Linked DNA regions of Cyprinus carpio: region 1 is linked to region 2. Evidence: chromatin contacts called from public Hi-C data. All regions are on one chromosome and are shown on one strand. The core of a region is the stretch at or near the end of the contact, and the rest is flanking DNA. Distances in the headings are between cores, read along the strand shown. Region 1 overlaps LOC109056343 (HBS1-like protein). Region 2 holds the start of LOC109064048 (TATA box-binding protein-like 1).

The links. A called contact is a pair of places that touch in the nucleus more often than the background predicts.
Region 1: a Hi-C map of liver shows a contact between it and region 2, with 9 times the contacts expected there. The contact joins the enhancer-like site here to the promoter of LOC109064048 in region 2. A contact is called at or near these places in 2 of 8 Hi-C or Micro-C datasets (liver and red blood cells).

What each region holds. Positions count from the first base shown.
Region 1 is chrA23:16,262,638-16,267,311 of ASM1834038v1, forward strand. LOC109056343 (HBS1-like protein) reads right to left here. Exons shown (of 18, transcript XM_042713436.1): 17 at 4,414-4,558; 18 at 3,405-4,284. The coding sequence ends at 4,273. It also overlaps the pseudogene LOC122135100. Among protein-coding and RNA genes, the nearest start is that of LOC109056343, 27 kb to the right of the region's middle. Within about 2 kb of position 1,369, at least 1 of the 8 cell types and tissues checked has an H3K27ac peak or open chromatin away from gene starts, as enhancers often do. A contact at or near this core is called in liver, where this site is marked.
Region 2 is chrA23:16,191,117-16,195,323 of ASM1834038v1, forward strand. It overlaps LOC109064048 (TATA box-binding protein-like 1), which reads left to right and starts at 1,395. Exons shown (of 7, transcript XM_019081068.2): 1 at 1,395-1,626; 2 at 2,363-2,565; 3 at 3,964-4,046; 4 at 4,193-4,207. The coding sequence starts at 2,431.

The sequences.
Region 1 (4,674 bases), core at 119-2,618, 71 kb after region 2:
TAACATACATAAGCCAACTGAAAGCGAGTGATGTACTATTGAGAATAAAAGTACAGTATGTATAGACCACCACACACCTACTCCTACAGGACAGCGAACAGTGTAGTTGAGACAGCTCATGAGATCCAGCTGACTAGAATCATTAGTGTGATGCAGGACAGATGAAGGAAAAAAACAGAAGTTGTCTGCTAATATTGGAATGTCCACATTTCAGGCATTGTTTTTGTGAAACGGAGTCCCTTTATTGTGTTAAGAGCCCCCAAAATAATTAAATTGTTCAGTGTCAGAAAATAGAAAGTAATACTGATATATGGTCCGACTGAATTTTGTGTAAACTATTTTAAAGTATTAAAAATATTTTACATTTTATATATATATATATATATACATATATATATATATATATACTAAAACATTAAACTTAAAATATCTGAGAAAAATACAAAACAGTACAAAAATATGTTACAGCTAGGTAGAAATATTAAAACTAATAAATATAAAACTATATAAGCCACTGAAAAAAAGAAACATATCTATTGACTAGTAGAAAAGTACATTGCTGACTCAAATTCTGTCTTTGGTCTATCGTGCACTAGTAAGTCCTTTGAACTTATTTAGTCAAACCTGTTTAGTGTGTCCTGTAATATGGTGCTGTGTTACACTGCAGTTTCTATTGTTTTACCCTGGTCTTTAGACTCAGCCAGGGCAAACTCCTCCAGGCGAGCTTCTATCAGGTCTGCCAGTTTATTCAGTACTTTGGATCTCTCTGCTGGACTCTTAGCTGACCAATCAGGAAAGGCCTCTTTGGCTGCCCTCACTGCAGCATCCAACTATAAACAGTGAGAAAAGGGTTAACTCACATGTAAATTGGATATATCTTGCTCTGTATAGGTATTGGCCCATTTTAGGATATGCAGGAGTTATGTAATGCCAGAATTTTGGTATTTAAACTCTTTATTAAGTGCATTAAAATGGACTCTACTGACTATAAAATGTATTTAACAAAATAAGTAGTATAATATAATAATACAAAACAGTGATGGACTGTACATCCTACATCTGAACTCTTTTCTGTCCCACTGACCTAGACAAGTTCTTCTGGTGTGAGCTATAATAGTTAATAATTAAACACTGGACTTTGAGCGTCGCACACCTGATTATGTGTTTACCACGACAAATATAGGTGACCAAATGTACGTCACCCTGACTCAGTGTCTTCCTTGGAATTTGTGTCTTCAACCAGATAATCTTGTGACTAGTTACATATTTTTTACACTAGAAATAAGTGAAAATGTTCAGCTAGTGAAATACCCATTCAGACTATATTGACACAGACCTTATTTGATCATGCACAACTTACATCTTCAAATATTAGAAAGAAATTGAGAATTGTAAGAAAAATATCACAAAAAAATCTCACCTCCTCAGGTCCACTGTCTGGAACTTTGCAATAAACCTCTCCAGTTGATGGGTTGAACGAGTTTATTAACTTGGAACATGGTACAAAATTCCCACCGATATAGTTTTCCAGCACTAGATATTTGATGTCTTTTGACATCACAGAAATATTAGATTAAAAATCAGTTTTGCAGACAAAAGAAAAACCTGAAATGTTTGCGTACCAGTCAGCACACGGTTACATATGAGCTTTCACTGGACTCTTTCGCAATCTGTTTACTCAAGCAAATGAGAGGTTGTATAGTGAACTAAATGGCTCCTCCAGCAGAAATGACACTCATTAATTAGACCATGAGTTTGGCATTAAAAGACCTTAACTTGCTGGAGGTTTTGAGATATTATTCACATTTCTGTGAAAAGGGAATCGTTGCCTTGAGTTAAATATTAAACACTGATACATTGATGACTGTCCAATACATTTACAATGAATTTTACTAAATAAACCAAAACTATATAAGACTAAACCTCAACACATTTAAAGGGATTATTTAGAGACAAACATGTTTATAATATACTGAAATGCTCCTTTGGGCTACTGGAGTGGGTGCTTTTATCCTGTAGTGTGCACAGAAATAGCACCCAATGCTGATAATGTATTTTGGGGAACACGTTTTGAGGAAGCACGTTCTTTAAAAAAATCAAAACCAAAATATGTACAGGTGTGGAGGAGGCTGATAGATGTGTCACAGTGTTAAGAGGTTACATTGGGAGTGTTTGTGTTGCTGTGTTTCTGAGAGCAGTACTTCAGGCCTGAAATAACCCAGGATGCGGAGGATGAGGCAGACACATCACTCACAAGAAAAAGGCTGCAAAGATAGTCTACCTACTTTACTTGGTGAAATACACCGTAACACAAATGATCACAACAACCACTACAAGTCCACAAATGTTGAGAAAAGTCACTGGTAACTTAAGGCATGCAATGGTTTATATTTACACAGGCTAATGTTTCACCTTTGGTTCCTTAAAATATCTACATAAATATTCAATGTATTAAAATATATATTAGAGAAAGAGAAAGGTAGCATTAAAAAGTTGTTATTGCTAGAAATGTTGTTTGTGGGTAATTCAGAAAACTCTTTGATGCTTTTAAAGCAGAACTAATGTCAGAATCTCTTGAGACTGTGATTGCTGCACTCAACTCAAGAAAAAGTCATTTGTTACCCTGATTGATCCACTTCAGCAACCCCAGTGCTATGAAACTAGAAGGTCAAGTCAAGTGACTTTTGATTGTAATTATGCTTATTAACTTCAATCTTGTGTGGTGGATAAGGTCTAAGCAGCATATTTATCATCAATTTCAGTATATTTTCTTTGTGGAAACATACTAGTCATTTTTCAGCGTATTCCTGAAATAAGGCAGAGACGAACTGATTAAACCAAGCTTCACTGAATCAATGTGTAACCATCTTTGAGTCCTTATCTATTCTGAACAAGCTGCATTTCATAAAGTCTTTTGATTATCAGGCCATGAAGTGGAAAATTACAGCTGCACATTCTCACATAAGAAAACAACTTATTAGCTGCATCTGTTAGTGTTTCAGAGTGAGCACTTTCTAGAGTAAGTGGAAAATTACTTGATTTGCATAACTCACATTACACTGCAACAGTAAAGTGTGTGTACAAAACATCAGTGCATTGGGATTCATGTCATTCAGCATCAGACCAAAAGGTGCTAAAAGCCTAATCAAGAATTAAGAAAAAATGTCTCACAATTCTGACTTTTTCCTATCAGATCCCAATCTCGTAATTGACTTTTTTTCCTTGAATTCTGAGGGTCATCATTTATTTTAAGGTCCAATTGTCATTAACAAACCTTTAACTGACTTTTGGGAAAAGGCTCACATCATAAAACCAACAAACACTTTCCAAAATGGCAAAAAAAAAAAAAAAAAATTAAGAATGAAGAAATACTGTTTACTGGCAAAACAAAACATAGACTCATGTTTTCCACAGTGATCAATATTTTTTTATTTCCTGATGAAGCAGCTTTCCCCCAAAGAACAACTTCAGTTTCGAGAAACCCAAACAAAATATTCTTTAAATTAAAAGCCCTTAATAATCAAGTCAAAAACAGATGTCTGTTAGGTCCTTAAAGTGATTACTGTTAGATTATAGACACGCGGATGAGTTTCTCCCACATCCACAGCATGTCCAGCATGTCCACTAGTTCTCAATCCTTCTGTTTTCTCAGTAATGGTCAAGACAGAGAAGCAGCAATGGAAGGGCAGCTTTCATTCACACTGTCCCGCTTGCATGAGAAACTGATGGAAGAGATGAGATCAGCCAGCTGTGTTGTTTATTCTATTTTCCCTTTTACAAATGAACACATCCTTAACTAATCAGATTAAGTAACCTTAAAAACCTACCATCTGAACCTAGACTAAATGTTCATTATGTTCTGCCATATTATAGTCAAAAAGGATGCAATTTTCAAAAATCTAAATAAAATATCAAATGATAAAAGAAAATGAGTTCAGTTTGTTGATGCAATCAATGAATGGAAGCAAACTAAAGTAAACATTCTCTGTGTGTTTTAGGAGGGTTTGAGTTGACATTTTGGATGAATTACACAGATCAATTGTATACTGCAACTGAGGAGCAGGACAAAATGCAGTCTCTCTCACACACACAAACATTCATGCTCATTCTAGGGCCTTTAGCCTGGTGAAATGTGAAATGAACTGTGGCTAGATGTTGCCTGGTGGGCATCTGTGTGTATGTGTTTGTGTAACTATAGCTCTGAGGGGGAATTGCACTGCTGTCCAGAGGTTTCACCCAGTTTTTTCTGGAGGATCCGGTACCAACTGGTTCTTACTCTTTGATCTAAAAAAAATATAAACATTTGCAGTATTATCAAGCATCATATTCTCATGATGCAATATCAAAAAATGCTGATGAATACAAAATGACAATGTGCTTAGTGGGAAAAGGTGGATATGTACTGCCTTTTACCTCTGTGACAACTCCAGCAGCAATGGTCGAGCCCACATATCTCAGCATGAATCGTCCCAGTTCTTTATAGTCCTTATAGAGCTCCAGAGCCACAGGCCTCTGTGTTTGAATCTCCACCACAGCATTCTGTCCTTTACTCAAACACCTGCACAACATTTATACACCATCAACATCAAGAAGACAATGCCTCTTCAGTAGAAACACTATTCTGAACCATTGTTAAAAAAAACTAATATTTACATTTTATTTTACCTCAGCTTT
Region 2 (4,207 bases), core at 145-2,644:
CATGAGATCATTCACAAAAAATGCTAAAGGTCCATTCAGACAGCTGAAAACCCTCAGTTATATGCTTTTCTCCTACTCATGCCAGAGTGGCTACTTCAATTCTGCTGTCACCTTTCCAGAAACCACAAAACCGCTAACAATGCTTTCTGTCCAGATGCGTCCACTTTGGACAAAAGCTGCTGACCCCCTTAAACCTGAGACAGGACAAAATAGAGACAGACGTTGAAAGCTGTGAATAATATCTCGGAAAAAAAGGTGTCCAACAGTGCAGTGCTGGACAATTTCATCAGATTCATGGAAAGGTGTAGAAAATATAAGAAGAGCAATTGTTTCAATATTAAGTACTTATTTTTGATTAACTGGTTCAACATGTTCAGAGGTTTACACATTTGCTGGAGTGCAAACTTTCAATGTCTTACAAAACGCGTTTCTCCTTGTCAATCAATATTTGATATTGTTCAACAACTTCAGGCACAAAAAAAGTGTCAAACATTTAATAAAAGCATTGACAAATCTAGCATTTACTTCAGTGGACACATAAAATCATACTACATTTCAAACTGATAGTCAGCTTCATCTAGTGAGCTCTCAACTCAGTCTGCAAATGTTACGGTGTTTACAACAAAACCATGTTTCATAGTGTGCTATCCATATCCATATATTAAAGGCAGCAGCCTTTGCTTTTCTAGATTAATTATAATAAAAATCCCAGTGAGATGGACTTCATGTATCAAGATTATGACAGAAAATATTTACAATATTTATACACACACACACACACACACACACACACACACACACACACACACACACACACACACACACAAAACTCACCTGTGTCTTTGTAATGTTGTTTAACTCATAGCAGCTGAAATGGAAAGAGGACCTTTTGGGTGAAGGCTGAGTTTGATACTGCCTGGAAAAAAAAAAAAAAAAGTAAATTGTATGTCTGAACAAAATGTGCTGATAGAACATAAAACATTTTTTAAAAAGTGTTACAGAAATTACCTATTTGTTTTGTTATTTTTATTTTGGACATATAAAGTTTTTAAAGATTCATATTTGTTGTCTTTATTTGAATCTATCTTCTAATTTAATACATTTGAATTCACATGAACTTTTTTGCTATCTTAAAAACTAGTAAAGTTTAGGGACATATTTGGCCCATGTCTCAAGATTAAGAGAGGGGTATTTTAACACTCTGATTTCATTTATTAAATTCAATATCACGATCGAGTTTTAAAATATCCAAATGATACTGTTGTTTTTGGAACATACTAAAGTTTCTCGTACCAAAAGATGGCACTAGTAGTCTGTCGTTTATGAAGGAAAATATGAGCTCTACACTTAAACGTGAGTCGCTGTTCTTCTCCTATCCGTGTGGAGGCGCTGTGGTGTGTTTGAACGGGCGGTTTCTCATCTCGCGCAGGAACTGAGGCATCCTTGACAACAATCGCCGGTTGTCTGTTATTTGTGTGTTGACGCTTTTGTTTACTTCTGGTGCCCTTCCGACCTTAAATTTTTATTCATATAGATTTTAAAACATTTAAACACTCGTTTTAATATCGTCTCACAACATTTTATAATAAGATTCTCTCGGACGCACCGTTTGACGCCCCCATATCAGTAAGTTAAAGTTTATTAGCTCAGTGTTTGCTATTCGCTTAGTTATTAACTAAACCTTTTGCATGCATATGGACATTTAACTGTTAATTCTAACAGCGCAGCTCTGTTATTTGGTATTTGAGCTGAAATAGCTAGCATGCACGTTTAATGTTGTCTCCTGCTGATTAATTGCCTGTGTTGCTTTCGATAAACGTGTTTGTTGAATGAATAATTTGTGCTAAAATAAAATATTTTACCATGAAATGTAAATAGATTTGTTAGGAGTTGCTGCAAAAATATACTAAGGTAGCACACTGTTCTGCAAGCGTATTGTTTTGTCATTTGATCAGATCAGAATATGTGCCCGTGCTTTAGACACAACTTGAATGCTAAAATAGAGCAGATGTAAAATAATGGCTGCTTTGATATTTTTTCAAGTAACGTTAGGCATCAAACTAGAATGCTTTTTCACTTTAGTGCATATGAATAGTCATTTTAACAGATGCTTTCACCCAAAGTACCTTCGAGTGCATTTATCACAGGGATCATTCCCATGGAAAAGCTGGGGTTTTCCAAAGTACCTTTGTTTGGGGCATAATGGTCATAGTTAATTAATCACCACCTATTGTGTGTATTAAACCTAGAAACATTTGCTTTACAAGTCATTTAAGACATGTAATTTAGCTTTAGCTAGCATCAAAATGCAATGTAAAGCCACCCCATACCTGGAGAAAAATTCTTATGTTGTGTTTTGCAGGTTTTGTTTTGTAACGTGACATGCATCTGTAAAGGGGTTGTCAAGCTTAAAACATCTACAACGGCTCCATGGAACCCAGTAATGATGTGGCGCTTGATATCATTATTACCAATGTCGTATCTGTCTTCAGAACCAGGTGCCATCTAAACCTGCACACCATTGGCCTAGAGGGGTCTAATGTCATCTACAAGCCTGAGATGGGAGTAAGTCTAGACAGTTAGAGCTTTGGAGATGAGTTGTTATACTTAAGCACCTATATTCTGGATTTACATGTTAGTATGGAAAGATTAGAAATGGTATTACCATGGCCTTAAATGGTTAGTTCACTTCCAGAATAAAAATGTTGTGAATTATAAATGGTCATTATAATTTACTCACCCTCTTATCATCCAAGATGTTCATGTCTTTCTGTCTTCATTCGCAAAGAAATTAAGGTTTTTGAGGAAAACATACCAGGATTTTTCTCCATATAATGGACTTTCTATGGTGGCCAATGGGCCGAAGGTCCAAACTGCAGTTTCAGTGCAGCATCAAAGGGCTCTACATGAACCCAGCAGAGGACTGAGGGCCTTATCTAGTGAAATGATTTGCCGTTTTCTTAAAAAAAAAAGAAAAATAAGTGTATACTTTTAACCACAAATGCTCAACTTGCAGTAGCTCTACTTTACACATTACGTAGTCAAGTAGGAAAGGTCACGTGTGATGTAGGTGGAAGCACCGACCCAGTGTTTACAAAGTGAACATGCAAAATCAAATGCCCTTTACAAAAAAGGTAAAACAACGATGCCAGATGATTCTGAAGTTGAAGGAAAAAATGAGATGGAGTTTTTCGCGCTATCCTACCTTTTTGAACTGGAGTTCACAGACGAAGAGCTAACCACATGTGACCTTTCCAATGTGATTATGTGTAATGCGTGAATTTGCAGACATGCATTGCGGATCTAGTGCAAGATGAGCATTTCTGGTTTAACAGTGTATATATACATTTTTATTATTTTATTTGATAACATGGGGGTGAGTAAAGTATCAGGAAATTTTTATTCTGGAAGTGAACTATTCAAAATTAACTCATTTTGGTTTTCAAAACCGTCATGGTTACCTGCTTAACAAAATCAGAGTCATGTCTAAATGCAATTCAAAACAGTTTTTAAATTTGTGTGATTTGTCTTTTCAATTTTTTCCAAAATGTAAAATGCATAAAGTTATCAAATTCAAAACATGATTGTTTGATCATGATTATGCAGAAGATTGGATGGTTATGATTGATAAATATGGCTGACAAATTCTGAGAAACAGAATGAGATGATTCATTGGCGAAAAGGTCCAAATGATGTTAATTTTTGAAGACCAGCAGCTTTTCCTGCTTTGTCAGTTCTGTTACATAATCATTTAACACGTCTAGTGTTTTTTAATTCAAAGCATGCATTTTGTTCCTTTCAAGCTTTAAAATAATTTAATGGGATGCAACATGTGCACGATATATGGAAAATGCCGTCATGTTTTCAACTTTTGCCTGAAATCATCAGTATCAACACTATTAATCAGTATATGGCCAATCATTAACGCCTGTTCTTGCTTATGTTCTGTGGATGTTTCTCTAGAAAGTCCTGATGAAGCTGCGGAAACCGCGTATCACTGCCTCTATATGGTCATCAGGGAAAATTATTTGCACTGGAGCAACAAGGTCTTACTAAAATCTGCTTATCAAATCTCAGAATACTAAATAAGCCAAGAGTTGTTTGTGCTGCTGCTGAAATTGTCAATGTCTTCTAAAATCCTAAAATCTTTTTGGTTAACTGGTAAATTTCATGCATGTTGATTTTTGTTTAGTGAGGAGGAAGCCAA